2 separate regions of the Rattus norvegicus genome follow, and region 1 is linked to region 2. A link is a contact called in public Hi-C data. All regions are on one chromosome and are shown on one strand. Each heading gives the region's core, a stretch centred on a gene start, on an enhancer-like site or on the middle of the called end of the contact. The rest is flanking DNA. Distances are from core to core; before and after follow the strand shown. Region 1 has its middle 19 kb from the start of Kctd7. Region 2 overlaps Tmem248 (transmembrane protein 248).

The links. A called contact is a pair of places that touch in the nucleus more often than the background predicts.
Region 1: a contact with region 2 is called in a Hi-C map of liver, with 2.5 times the contacts expected there. The contact joins two enhancer-like sites. A contact is called at or near these places in 2 of 12 Hi-C or Micro-C datasets (frontal cortex and liver).

What each region holds. Positions count from the first base shown.
Region 1 is chr12:32,145,813-32,152,049 of GRCr8, reverse strand. No RefSeq gene overlaps it. Among named protein-coding and RNA genes, the nearest start is that of Kctd7, 19 kb to the left of the region's middle. Within about 2 kb of position 4,144, at least 1 of the 93 cell types and tissues checked has an H3K27ac peak or open chromatin away from gene starts, as enhancers often do. A contact at or near this core is called in liver, where this site is marked.
Region 2 is chr12:32,078,188-32,084,704 of GRCr8, reverse strand. Tmem248 (transmembrane protein 248) reads left to right here. Exons shown (of 10, transcript NM_001004204.2): 5 at 4,569-4,746. The coding sequence starts at 4,588. Among named protein-coding and RNA genes, the nearest start is that of Tmem248, 12 kb to the left of the region's middle. Within about 2 kb of position 3,519, at least 15 of the 93 cell types and tissues checked have an H3K27ac peak or open chromatin away from gene starts, as enhancers often do. A contact at or near this core is called in liver, where this site is marked.

The DNA.
Region 1 (6,237 bases), core at 2,895-5,394, 67 kb before region 2:
CATCTTTTGTTCCCCAGACATGGCTTACGTTGCCTAGCTGGTTTTGAAACCTTGGGATTGAACATTTTTCTTGCCTTCAGAGAAACCAGCATTATGGTTGGAGACCACCTTACCCAGATAGGGACCACGCCTCTCACAGACATTTAAAGGGGACATTTAATTTTTTTGGTTCTTTTTTTTTCGGAGCTGGGGACCAAACCCAGGGCCTTGCACTTCCTAGGCAAGTGCTCTACCATTGAGCTAAATCCCCAACCCCCGAGGGGACATTTAAGATCCAAGCATGTTGTTGTAAATAATCTTCCACCTGCCACCAAACAGAATCCGGGTCTTGTGTCCCAGGGGAAAATACAGCCAACCTGTGAAAGGCTTAGAACCATCTTGAAACACTTCGTGACTGGAGTGGAAACTGGAATCAGATCCTGTGGAAAGATTTTAGTGTTTTCTGCCCTCCACATTGTGATTCATCCTCCAACAGCGCATGACTTAAGGAACTCTAATTGTAGCCTGAGCTTTGACATTGAATTTGAGGGGTTTTTTTTTGTTTGTTTTGTTTGTTTTTTTTTTTTTAAAAGCTGGTCTTGTATACCCTAACCTGGCTGAAAATGTCCCGTACGGCCAAGGGTAAACTTTGAATTCGTGATGTTCCTGACTGCTTCCCATGTGCTGGGATGACAAGTATCCTGTTTTATTAATATTTGTTCTTGTTTAAGACAGGTTCATGCTGTTCCTTGACTAGCCTGGAACTCACGGCAATCCCCCTGCCTCATCTTCCTGAGTGCCAGGATTACAGTCGTGAGACACCATACTGTAGAGAGCTGCGATGTGCCGCGCCTCAAAGATGGCGCTGGTTTCCACCTTCCACCCTCCCAACGGTGAGCGCTCCTTGCAGTAAACAAGTCCTTATTTGGCTATGTCTGCCTGGCCCGCTAGCTTCCGCATAGTGACAGCCTATCTACATGACCCACATGGCTTGCTAGGACTGGCCAGTACTAGCTATTTAAGTGTGGTGCAGGGCATTCCCTGGGGAGAGAGAGCCAGAAGAGAGAGAGGTCAGAAGATTGAATCAAGGTTCCTGAATAAAACTGCTTGAAGAAGATCTCCTGTGGTCGTGTCTTCCTTGCTGGTCGAGGTTGGGCTCGGCACCATACCTCACTACTTTATTTTCAGACAGGGTCTCATGTGTCCCAGGCAGGGCTTGAACTCACAGTGTAGCCAAGGATGACCATTAGTTCCTAATCTTCCTGCCCTGTGCTTCCCTCCCGGACTTAGGACATGTACCACCATGCCTAGTTTATACAGTGCAGGGCATGGAACGCAGGTCTTTGTGAGTGATGGGGTGAGCAGCACCAGCCTCCCCGCAGGCATGTGTCATGGCACCCAGCTAGACCCAATACCATTGTTCTCTTTTGTTTCCACTCTATTTACTGGGGGCGGCACGCATACGCGCAGCATGTGAGGTCAGAGTAGAGCCTGACGTCAGCTCAGCATGTTAGGGGCTCTCAGGGGGCGCTCTCACTGGCCTTCCTGCGCTTTCTTAGATAGACCTGTGGATTCCACCTTCTGTACTGTGTTCATATGTGTGATAGTTTGAATATGCTTGGCTCAGGGATTGGCACTATTAGGACGTGTGGCCCGCCCTGTTGGAGTAGGTGTGTCACTGTGGGCGTGGGCTTTTCACTGCCTGGAAGTCAATATTCTACTAGCAGCCTTCAGATGAAGATGTGGAACCCTCAGCACCATGCCTGCCCCAATGCTGCCATGCTCCTGCCTTGGTGATGATGGACTGAACCTCTGAACCTGTGAGCCAGCGCTAATTAAAAGTTGACCTTATAAGAGTTGCCTTGGTGGGGTTGGGGATTTAGCTCAGTGGTAGAGCGCTTGCCTAGGAAGCGCAAGGACCTGGGTTCGGTCCCCAGCTCCGAAAAAAAGAACCAAAAAAAAAAAAAAAAAAGAGTTGCCTTGGTTGGGGTTGAGGATTTAGCTCAGTGGTAGAGCGCTTGCCTAGCAAGCGCAAGGCCCTGGGTTCGGTCCTCAGCTCCAGAAAAAAAAAAAAAAGAGTTGCCTTGGGGGACTGGAGAGATGGCTCAGTGGTTAAGAGCACTGGCTGCTCTTCCAGAGGTCCTGAGTTCAAATCCCAGCAACCACATGATGGCTCACAACCATCTGTGATGGGATCTGATGCCCTCTTCTGGTGTCTCTGAAGATGGTGACAGTGTACTTATATATAATAAATAAATAAATCTTTAAAAAAAAAAGAGTTGCCTTGGTCATGGTGTCTGTTGAGAGCAGTAAAACCCTGACTATGTGAATGAGCATCCTTAGCATTGAGTATTGTAAAATCAAAATATTAACTCTGAAAAACCACGGGAGATGCTCTATGTGGCATCAAATATTCAGCTAAGATTTAGTTCTTTTTTTCTTTCTTTCTTTTTTTTTTTAAAGATTTTATTTTACTGTACATGTGTACACTGTAGCTGTCTTCAGACACACCAGAAGAGGGCATCGGATCTCATTACGGATGGTCGTGAGCCACCATGTGGTTGCTGGGATTTGAACTCAGGACCTCTGGAAGAGCAGTCAGTGCTCTTAACCGCTGAGCCATCTCTCCAGTCCCCCAAGGCAACTCTTTTTTTTTTTTTCTGGAGCTGAGGACCGAACCCAGGGCCTTGCGCTTGCTAGGCAAACGCTCTACCACGGAGCTAAATCCCCAACCCCTAAGATTTAGTTCTTTATGGGTCTCACTAGAATGCAAATTTGTCTTCACCTTTTTTAAAAAGATTTTATTTATTCATTTTATATATGACGAGTACACTGTCACTGTCTACAGACGCACCAGAAGAGGGCATCGGATCTCATTACAGATGGTTGTGAGCCACCATGTGGTTGCTGGGATTTGAACTCATGACCTCTGGAAGAGCAGTCAGTGCTCTTAACCGCTGAGCCATCTCTCCAGCCCCTTGTCTTCACCTTTTATAAATGGTAAAATTATATATGTGTGTGTGCATATAATGCACATGTATATATATTATATACACATACATATATGTGTGCACATTTGTGCATATATTTGTATACCTATATATATACATATACATACACACATACATATCACATGCTAAAGAATTATTTTCAATTCTTTTGTGATTTATTTCTTTTTTTTTTAAGATTTATTTATTTATTTTGTATATGAGTACACTGTAGCTGTCTTCTGACACACCAGAAGAGGGCATCGAATTCCATTACAGATGGTTGTGAGCCACCATGTGGTTGCTGGGATTTGAACTCATGACCTCTGGAAGAGCAGTCGGTGCTCTTAACCGCTGAGCCATCTCTCCAGCCCCTTGTCTTCACCTTTTATAAATGGTAAAATTATATATGTGTGTGTGCATATAATGCACATGTATATATATTATATACACATACATATATGTGTGCACATTTGTGCATATATTTGTATACCTATATATATACATATACATACACACACATACATATCACATGCTAAAGAATTATTCTCAATTCTTTTGTGATTTATTTCTTTTTTTTTTTAAGATTTATTTATTTATTTTGTATATGAGTACACTGTAGCTGTCTTCTGACACACCAGAAGAGGGCATCGGATCCCATTACAGATGGTTGTGAGCCACCATGTGGTTGCTGGGATTTGAACTCAGGACCTCTGGAAGAGCAGTCGGTGCTCTTAACCGCTGAGCCGTCTCTCCAGCCCCCTGTGATTTATTTCTAGTAACTGTTTGGCTCGTGAACCTATTTTATCTATCCATATACCCAGTTATAGAAAATGTCAAGCTCTACCCCTAGTGGTCAGGAGTAAAAAAAAAAAATTAAGAAGCCTTAGTTTAGGGCTGGGGATTTAGCTCAGTGGTAGAGCGCTTACCTAGGAAGCGCAAGGCCCTGGGTTCGGTCCCCAGCTCCGGAAAAAAAGAACCAAAAAAAAAAAAAAAAAAGTGTCGTTCAAGAAGCCTTAGTTTAGAATTAGGATAAAGGCCAAAGGAAGAATTCCTTTCTCTGTCCAACATTGAGGTCCAGTTCTTCTTGACTCGCAGAGTGGCAGGGAAGTCTCCAAATGCTTGCTTGGGGCCACTGCAGTGTAAACCAACACAGAGCAGTTCCCGTTAAACTCAACACACATTGGGGTTGGACCCAGCACAACCCGGAATGCAAATGCCTGTCTGCTCCATGACTCACCAGCGCCCACTACCGACAAAGAGAAGTATCGCTTCTTAAAAAATTGAAAGGTCTCTGTTTCCATTGATTCCCCTCCCAAAAAAAAGCAATGAAAGGTGAATTTGAAACTGAGAGACATTCCATTAATAACTCTCCTGTAATGGCTATCCCTGGTTGTCAACTTGACTATCTCAAATGAGCTACCATCCTTAATCAGAGGGCACACCTGTGATCCAGATCTTGGGGCTGGAAGACACAAGTTTCTGACCTGGATCTTGGCATGGAGGTCTTGAGGCATAGTGGCTATGAAAAGTGTAGTACACGTCTTTAATCCCAAGACACTGAGGCAAGGAGACCTCTGAGTTCAAGTCATCGGGGGACAAGTAAGTTCCAGATCCAGGGGTGGTGGTACACACCTTTAATCTGGGCCACACCTTCTGCTGGAGGCCTACAATGGAGGAAGGAAGGCTCACTCTTCTGCTTGCACTTACTTGCCAGCACATCTTCTGGAACCTACTTCTTCAGGATCCCAGCTCCTACAGAAGAGCAGCTGAAACAACCAGCCTCATGGACTGAGCGACTGCTAGACTCTGGGACTTCCCATCCACAGCTGCCCATAGTTGGAGGACAATAAATTCCCTTAGTATGGAGAGACCTTCTCTAAGTTCTGTGCTCTAGAGAACCCTGACTAATACATATCCCGTTTGTACGTCTATTGATCCAGGTTTATAATCTCATCTGGGCTTCTTTCCTCAGACGCGAATGAAATGCTATACTCAAATCACCTGGTAATATCGCGGCTTGCATGGCTACTTAAGAATGGGTACTCTTGGGCTGGAGAGATGGCTCAGCAGTTAGGGGCATCGACTGCTCTTCCAGAGGTGCTGAGTTCAAATCCCAGCAACCACATGGTGGCTCACAATGATCTATAATGAGATCTGATGCCCTCTTCTGGTGTGTTTGAAGACAGCAACTTATATATCATAAATAAATCTTTTTAAAAAATGACCTAAACGGCTAATATTTAAAAAAAAAAGAATGGGCGCTCTTTACCCCTCTCTCCTGCATTCATTGTCGTCATTTTCCCAATCTTGGGTAGTACCAAAGTCACACAACTCTGGCGGTCCTTGCATTCCTACACAGAGTTCATTGTACGCTGCTGTGGCATCCCCTCCTTGAATCCATGCACATTGTCGCCTGTGAAATCTTCCAACTGCACTGGTACAGACACCTCTTGGTTTGGCTGAGCCCCTGGTTACCTCCTGAATTAGCTCCGTTTCTTACTTCTGCAGCCAAATACCTGCCCGGAATAGCTCGAAGGAGGAGGTATTTATTTTGTCTCATCTCGGGGAAGGTTCAGGTCATCAGCACAAAGGGCTGAGGGTCTTGCGGGGTCACCCCGTGTCACCCTGGCTGGCCTGCCCTTTGTACAGACCAGGCTAGCCTGAAACTTGCAGTAAATCTCCTGACTCTACAACCTGACCCCTATATGCTGAGATCTCAGATGTACACCATCATGCCTAACTCACAGTGTTTTCCTTTTTTTTTTTTAATTTAAGTTTACATATATGAGTGTATTTCGCATGCATGTCTAGGTACTAATACATGCGTACCTGGAACTTTCAGAAGAGGGCGTCAGATCCCTCTGGAACTGGGGTTACAGATGGTTGAAAGCTACCATTTGGGTATTGGGAATAGAGTCGGGGTACACCAGAGGAGCGAGCGGCTAGGGCTCAGCCCTGTGCAGTCTCTCTCGAAACTCTTGCTCCCAGCATACAGCATAAGATGCTCTGAAAGCTGTCTCTGCCAGGACTCCCACCTGCTTTCCAGAGTCAGACCCTCAACTGCCTACCCGAGGTCCACCCGTAAGACCGAATACGGTCTGTTTTCTACTTAGTCCACCAGTTTAAGGGTAAATCTCGGGGCTGCAGAGATGGCTCAGCAGTTAGGGGTGTGGGCTTCTCTGGAAAAGGACCCAAGTTTGATCCCTGGTACCCACATTGTTGGGTTCCAGGAGGTGCCTCACGAGCCACCCAAACATTGTTCTCGGTC
Region 2 (6,517 bases), core at 2,270-4,769:
CTAAAAGTTTTTGATTGTTATTGACATCTTTCAATTTCTTTTCTCTGAATGTTTGGATATAGTATTTAGTTTGTACATGTATGTGTGCACACCATGGCATGCACATGGAGGTCAAAGGACACATAGGAAGTCAGCTCTCTCCCTTCTTTGTGTGGTTCCAAGGATCATATCCAGGCCACTAGGGTTGCATGTCAAACACCTTTACCCCTGGGTGATCTCAGCAACCCTTCTTTATTTCATAGTTAAGTGTTTTAAACATTCCTAAGTCAAGCAGCTCAGTAGGTAAGCCTTTGTTTTTAAGCCGTGGTTAGGAGGTTAGAAGTAGTGTTGTAGAAGCACTGGTGTCTACGGTTAATTCTGTCGAGTGTCACAAAGCTGTCCCACATCCTTCCAAGTAGCTTGTGTCCTAGAACCTGAGGACTGTTGGAGCTGCCCTCTGCACAGTTGGCTGCTTCTTGCCCGAGTTGTCTGCAGGTTGTCTTGGTTCTGAGTGAGTGAAGTAGTCTAGTAGCACACTGGTGACCTGTATTCGTCTTCCTTCTGTGCTTGTGGAGTCAGCGCTTGGCTCTCTCTGGTGTCCCTCCCCTCAGTCCTTGGACTTTTTAGAAGCCAGCCTTCATTTCTCACTCCCTGGTTGGAATGAACTTAGGGAAAGAGGGCAGCCAGAGCACATCCTCACCCCCCCACCCCCCCATGAAGTGCAGTGCTTGCTTGCTTATTTTTGTTTGTTTTTCAAGACAGGGTTCCTCTTGGGGGTGTTGGTGGGTGCTGAGAGATAGCTCAGAGGTTAAAAGCACTGGCTGCTCTTCCAGAGGTCCTGAGTTTAATTCCCAGCAACCATATGGTGGCTCACAACCATCTGTAATGAGATCTGGTGCCCTCTTCTGGTGTGTCTGATGATAGCGACAGTGTACTCGTCCTTGTGTGTGTGTGTGTGTGTGTGTGTGTGTGTGTATTCATATATATATTACACACACACACATATATATGTATATATACATACATATATATATGAATGAATGACAGAGTTTCTCTGTATAGCCCTGGCTATCCTGGATCAGGCTGAGCTCGAACTCAGAGAGATCTGTCTGCCTCTGCCTCCCCAGTGTTGGGAAGTATGTACCACTACCATCCAGCTTGTATTTTTATTTAAAAGTAAGGCTTAATTCTTGAAAGAATACAGAAACTTTTTTTTTAAAGAGTTATTTATTTATTATATATAAGTACACTGTAGCTATCTTCAGATACACCAGAAGAGGGCATCGGATCTCTTTACAGATGGTTGTGAGCCACCATGTGGTTGCTGGGAATTGAACTCATGACCTCTAGAAGAGCAGTCGGGTGTTCTTAACCGCTGAGCCATCTCTCCAGCCCAACTTTTTTTTTTTTTAAACTTAAAGGAAAGTCTTACTATGTAGCCCTGGCTGGCCAGAAACTTTATAGACCAGACTGGCCTCAAACTCACAGATATTGGCTGGCCTACCTTTGCCCGCCTCCTGATTGCTGGGATTAAAGTGTATGCCATGCCTGGTTCAGAAACCTTGGACCTCTTTGCTGATAAAGACATAAAAGACAGCCAGCCTCTAATTTCCTATTTGAAAATGAGTGACTTTGAGTTTTGTGAACTATTTAGAGTCTTGATAGTTTTGTTCAAAAATGCTTTTATGCCAGGCATGGAGTTGCTCCCTTGTATTTAGTAGTATGTAATCCCAGCTCTTGAAAGGTGGAGGGAGGCAGGAGAATCAGTTCAAGGCCTGGACTACGCATTATTTAGGAATGGTTTACTGTAGAACAGAACACTAAAACTTCTTGCTCCCACTTAACTTACTTAGTACCTTTCCCCATCCTTACCTGGTTCTAATCTGTTTGCTGTAAAGATATTTTGAGTCAGACAGGTAAGATTATTTCCCTACTCTTGAGAGATTTACAGTTTGGGAATACCAGACAACTGGAAAGTTTCAGAGGTGCAGGCTTTGAGCTGCCCTGGGTTCAGCTTCCAGCACTAATGGGTGTGGTGGTGCATTCCTGAAATGCCAACTTGTGGAGGTAGAGGCGGGAGGTTCAGAAGCTCAAAGTCCTCCTTGGCTACAGTTCTAGTCCAACTAAGTTATTAAACAACAATAAAACTACTAATAAAGGGCTGGAGAGGTGCTCAGAGGCTCAGAGGCTTGTACTCTGCAGAGGACTTGCCCTAGATCCACTGCCATGTGAGCAGGCTGACCACCACCGAGAACTCCACCTTTAGGGGATCATTGCTCTTTCCTGGCCTCCAGTTACCTACACACATGTGCATACTCACACAAACATACAAAGATACACAAATAAAATAAATCCTAAAGTAATTCTACACCATGATGTTTAAAAGCCAATATAAAATGGATAATTTCTTATAATACCTGTTTTATCAAATTTGACTCACCAGAAGTAAAAAATAGACATATAGGCATTTAAAAATCATTAAAGTAGCTAAGATAGCCTCCTCAAAATAGAAAACAAATACTTGGCAGACTCATGATTTTCTGGCCAAAGTCAGTCAAATTTCTAAGAAGTAGAAGTGCATTTTATTCCTGGTAGCACAGCCCTTTAATCCAAGTGCTTGGGAGGCAGAGGCTGGTGGATTTTGTGATTCTGGAGCCAGCTTCATATACATAGGAAGTTTCAGACCGTCCATGCTACACAGGAAGATCTTGTTTCAAGAATTTTAAAAAAGAAGGAAAAAAAAGATAGCTATGCAAAATGCCAAGTTAGTCTTATCTCATTTCTGAATACATAGAAAAACAGGGAGTAAAGGAGCAAATATATTATCCCAGTAGCTTTAAAGCCTTGGTCACGAGCTGGGGTATAGTTCTGTGATCTATCATGTGTTCTCCCCCTAACACCAGAACAAAACTCTTCAATTCTCAGTCATACCAAAAGCACCCAATGCAATCAGCTTGAAAAAGATTAATCAGATTATTTATGTTAACAGAGTAAAAGACAAAAATTGATTGTTTAGACATTGCAGATGAATTATTCATTGAAATATAGTATTTGGTTGAATTCAATAGCTATTTATCAAACAAGAGGCCTTGGGTTAAATCCTCAGAACCAAGAGAAAAACAAGCAGGCACGGGAGCATATGCCTATAGTCCCAGTACTTGGGAAACAGAGGTGGCAAGCTCAGGGTTCAAGGCCAGCTTGAGATACAGGAAACCCTGTCATAACCCTTTTCCCCATTAAAAAAAAAGAAATAACAGTATAGTGAAAATCGTTTGTAAACTTCTAAGAAAGAGTTGAGTACTTCTTCACACTCAAGAGAAGTCTTCTGCTGTAGTCAGGGTTCTGACATTGTGATAGACACCATTAACAAAGCAGGGTGGGGTATAAGGTTTATTTGGCATCCACTTACAGATCATCAAAGGAACTCACACAGGGCAGGAACGTGGAGGAGGCAGGAGCTGATGCAGAGGCTGTGGAGGGTGCTGCTTACTGGCTCGCTGCTCACGGTTTGCTCAGCCTGCTTTCTCCTAGCATCCAGCGGTGGCACTGCCCACTCGCACATTGATCATTAACCAAGAAAACGCACCACAGGTCTGCTCACTGGCCAGTCTAATCGGGACATTTTTTTTTATTAGAGTCTCCTTCTTCTAGGAGAGTCAAGTTGACATAAAACTAGCAGCACAGCCTCCCATCAGAGGCCTGTGCTGAGTCCAGGTTTAACAGTGAGGCTTTGCAAAGCATTTTAGTGAAACTCAGAAGTGAGGCGAGAGTTTTATGACCGCTACTGCTGTTTCATTGAACAGGAAAAGGATTCAAAAGAGGCACTGCTGGTGCCCTGTTCTAAACTGTGGTTATTTGCATAGACACCCAAGAGAGGCCACAGGCAGCTCGCTTAGACTCACGGGCAGCGGGAGGCGGCACATGCAGCTCAGTGGTGCAGCACTTGATTAGCCTCTGCAGGCAGAGCAGCAGATAAAGTCTCATGTGCGCATGAGCTAGACTCACGGGCAGCGGGAGGCGGCACATGCAGCTCAGTGGTGCAGCACTTGATTAGCCTCTGCAGGCAGAGCAGCAGATAAAGTCTCATGTGCGCATGAGCTAACAATGATAATAATGTACCGTGTGCGTGGTCCTTCTGTGCCTGCCTGCCTGCCTGCCTGTCTGTCTGTCAAGTGCTACCTTACAGATGTGTGCGTCCCTGCCTGCCTGTTTACACAGTGCCGCTATGGGAACCAGGGCTTCATGTAGGCTGGGCATGCACTTTCCAAGTGAGCCCACAGCTCCACCGTCCCCTCCTCTTTATTTTCCTTTTTTAAAAGAACTTTTTACTTTCTTAGAAAGGCTGTCTTTTACAGTGTGGGCCGGCTTTGCCTGTTGCTGAGGAAGAACTTTGACTCCTGGTCTTCTACTTCCTGGAGTCACGGGTGTGCACCGCCATGCTTGCCTCTCCAGTCTTCCAAGTGAACCCTCTGCATGGACATGTCCTCAGATTCCGCCTTTGCTCCGCAGTACTTTGACATGAGACTGAAGTGGGCTCCAGCTCAGTGCAGACAAGGCCTGCACTCAGTCCCGTGCTGAATTCATTGCAGGTTGCCGCTGGTGAGAAGCATGTTCAGCATTAACCCCTTGGAGAACCTGAAGCTGTACATCAGCAGCCGGCCACCGTTGGTGGTTTTTATGATCAGTGTCAGCGCCATGGCCATCGCCTTCCTCACCCTGGGCTACTTCTTCAAGATCAAGGAGATTAAGTCCCCAGAAATGGCTGAGGTCAGTATACTGCTAATGTCTACTTGTGCTGGATGGCCCTGTAGAGAAGTGGAGGACAGCTCTTTCTATTTTCAAGGTCTCAGTCTATGCTGCAGGCTAGTCTGAAACTTCCTGTGTATTGGGTGGCCTGGACCCTGATGTACTCTCCTGCCCCAGCCTCCTGAATGCTGGGATGATGTGTCATGTCTAACCAGACCTGGACAGTTCTTTCTGAGACAAGGTCTCCTGAAACCCAAGCTGGCCTTGAACTCCACATCCTCTTGGCTCTGCCATTCAAGGGCACACAGATAGTAGATACGTCAGCAAAAGACATACTTATGTAGAACTTCCTGTCTTTTTTCTTGTGACTTTAGGGAATACCTAGTTATTTTAAGTAATACTCTCAGTTTTAAGTAGACTTTCAGTAGAGAAACATGCATTTGGGAGAGTGTATTTATAAAACAAACGCTGGATATGGTGGTGCACTCCTGTGATCCCAGCACTGGGGAGACTGAGGCAGAAGGAGTGTGAGTTCAAAGCCGTCCTGGACTGTGTTTCAGAAGGGTCTGAAGAGAGAGTGTTCAGTGGGCATGGAGAAGGGGAACAGTGAGTGAGAGCGGTGGATAATAAAGTGTGCATCCTGAAGATGCTGTGAGGAACCCACTGCCTTGTATGCTAACCTAAAATATGCGAGTCCTAGATCCTAAAGAGAAGTAAAGGGCACTTTTACTTCTGGCACAGTTCTTTTTCTTTATTATATTTCTCATTGGCTTATTATTTATTTGTTTACATAGTCTCACTGTGCAGCTCTGGCTGTCCTGATATTCTACAGATTAGTCTGACTTCTGCTTCCTAAGTGCTGAGATTAAATGTTTGCACCACCAAGCATTTTATTTGTGTATTTGTTTATTTTAAATACATATGCATGTTTTGCCTGCATGTGTGTCTGCTATTCATGCATGCAGTGTCCTCAGAGGCCAGAAGAAGATGTTGCATTCTCTGTAATTGGGGTTACAGACAGTTGCAAGCTTTCAGGCATGCGTGTGGTAAACAGCCATACATACGTAAAAATACCCATATATTAATGTAAACACATACATCTTAAAACAAAGTTATAAAGTAAATGAGAATTAGTGATTTTAATGTGTCTCCACTTTTGTTCAAGATCCTCTGCCCTCTTTTTCTTCAAAGTAGAGTTTCTCTGTGTAGCCCTGGCTGTGCTGGAACTCACTCTGTAGACCAGGCTGGCCTCGAACTCAGAGATCCCCCTGTGTGTGCACCACCTCTGACTGGCTGATTGCTTTTTCTCTCTCTCTCTCTCTTTTTTTTTTTTTTTAATTTTTAGTGTCTATGCATGAGTGTTTGCCCGCATGTAAATATGTGCGCCATGGGCCCAAGGAACACAAGAGGGGTATCGGATACTCTGGCACTGGAGTAACAGATGGTTGTGAGCACCCATGGTGATGTGGGTGCTGGGAATGGAACTTGGTTCCCTGTAAGAGTAGCAAGTATTCTTAACCACCGAGGCTTGGAGACAGCCCTCAGTGTGTGTGTTTTGCATTTATTTACTTTATGTGTATGGATGCTTTGCTCCCATTTATGTCTGCACTAATGTGTGGGAAGTGCCAGGAAGCGGGTGTCAGGTCTCTCGGAGCTGGAGTTACAGTTAGTAACTGCCATGCTGGGTGCTGGGACTCTCTGGAATGGCAGTCACCCCAGCAGGCTTCTCTCCAGCCCCTCATGATCCCTTTTTGAGTTTGATTTTGAGACTAGTTGATTTTTCTCTTAATTA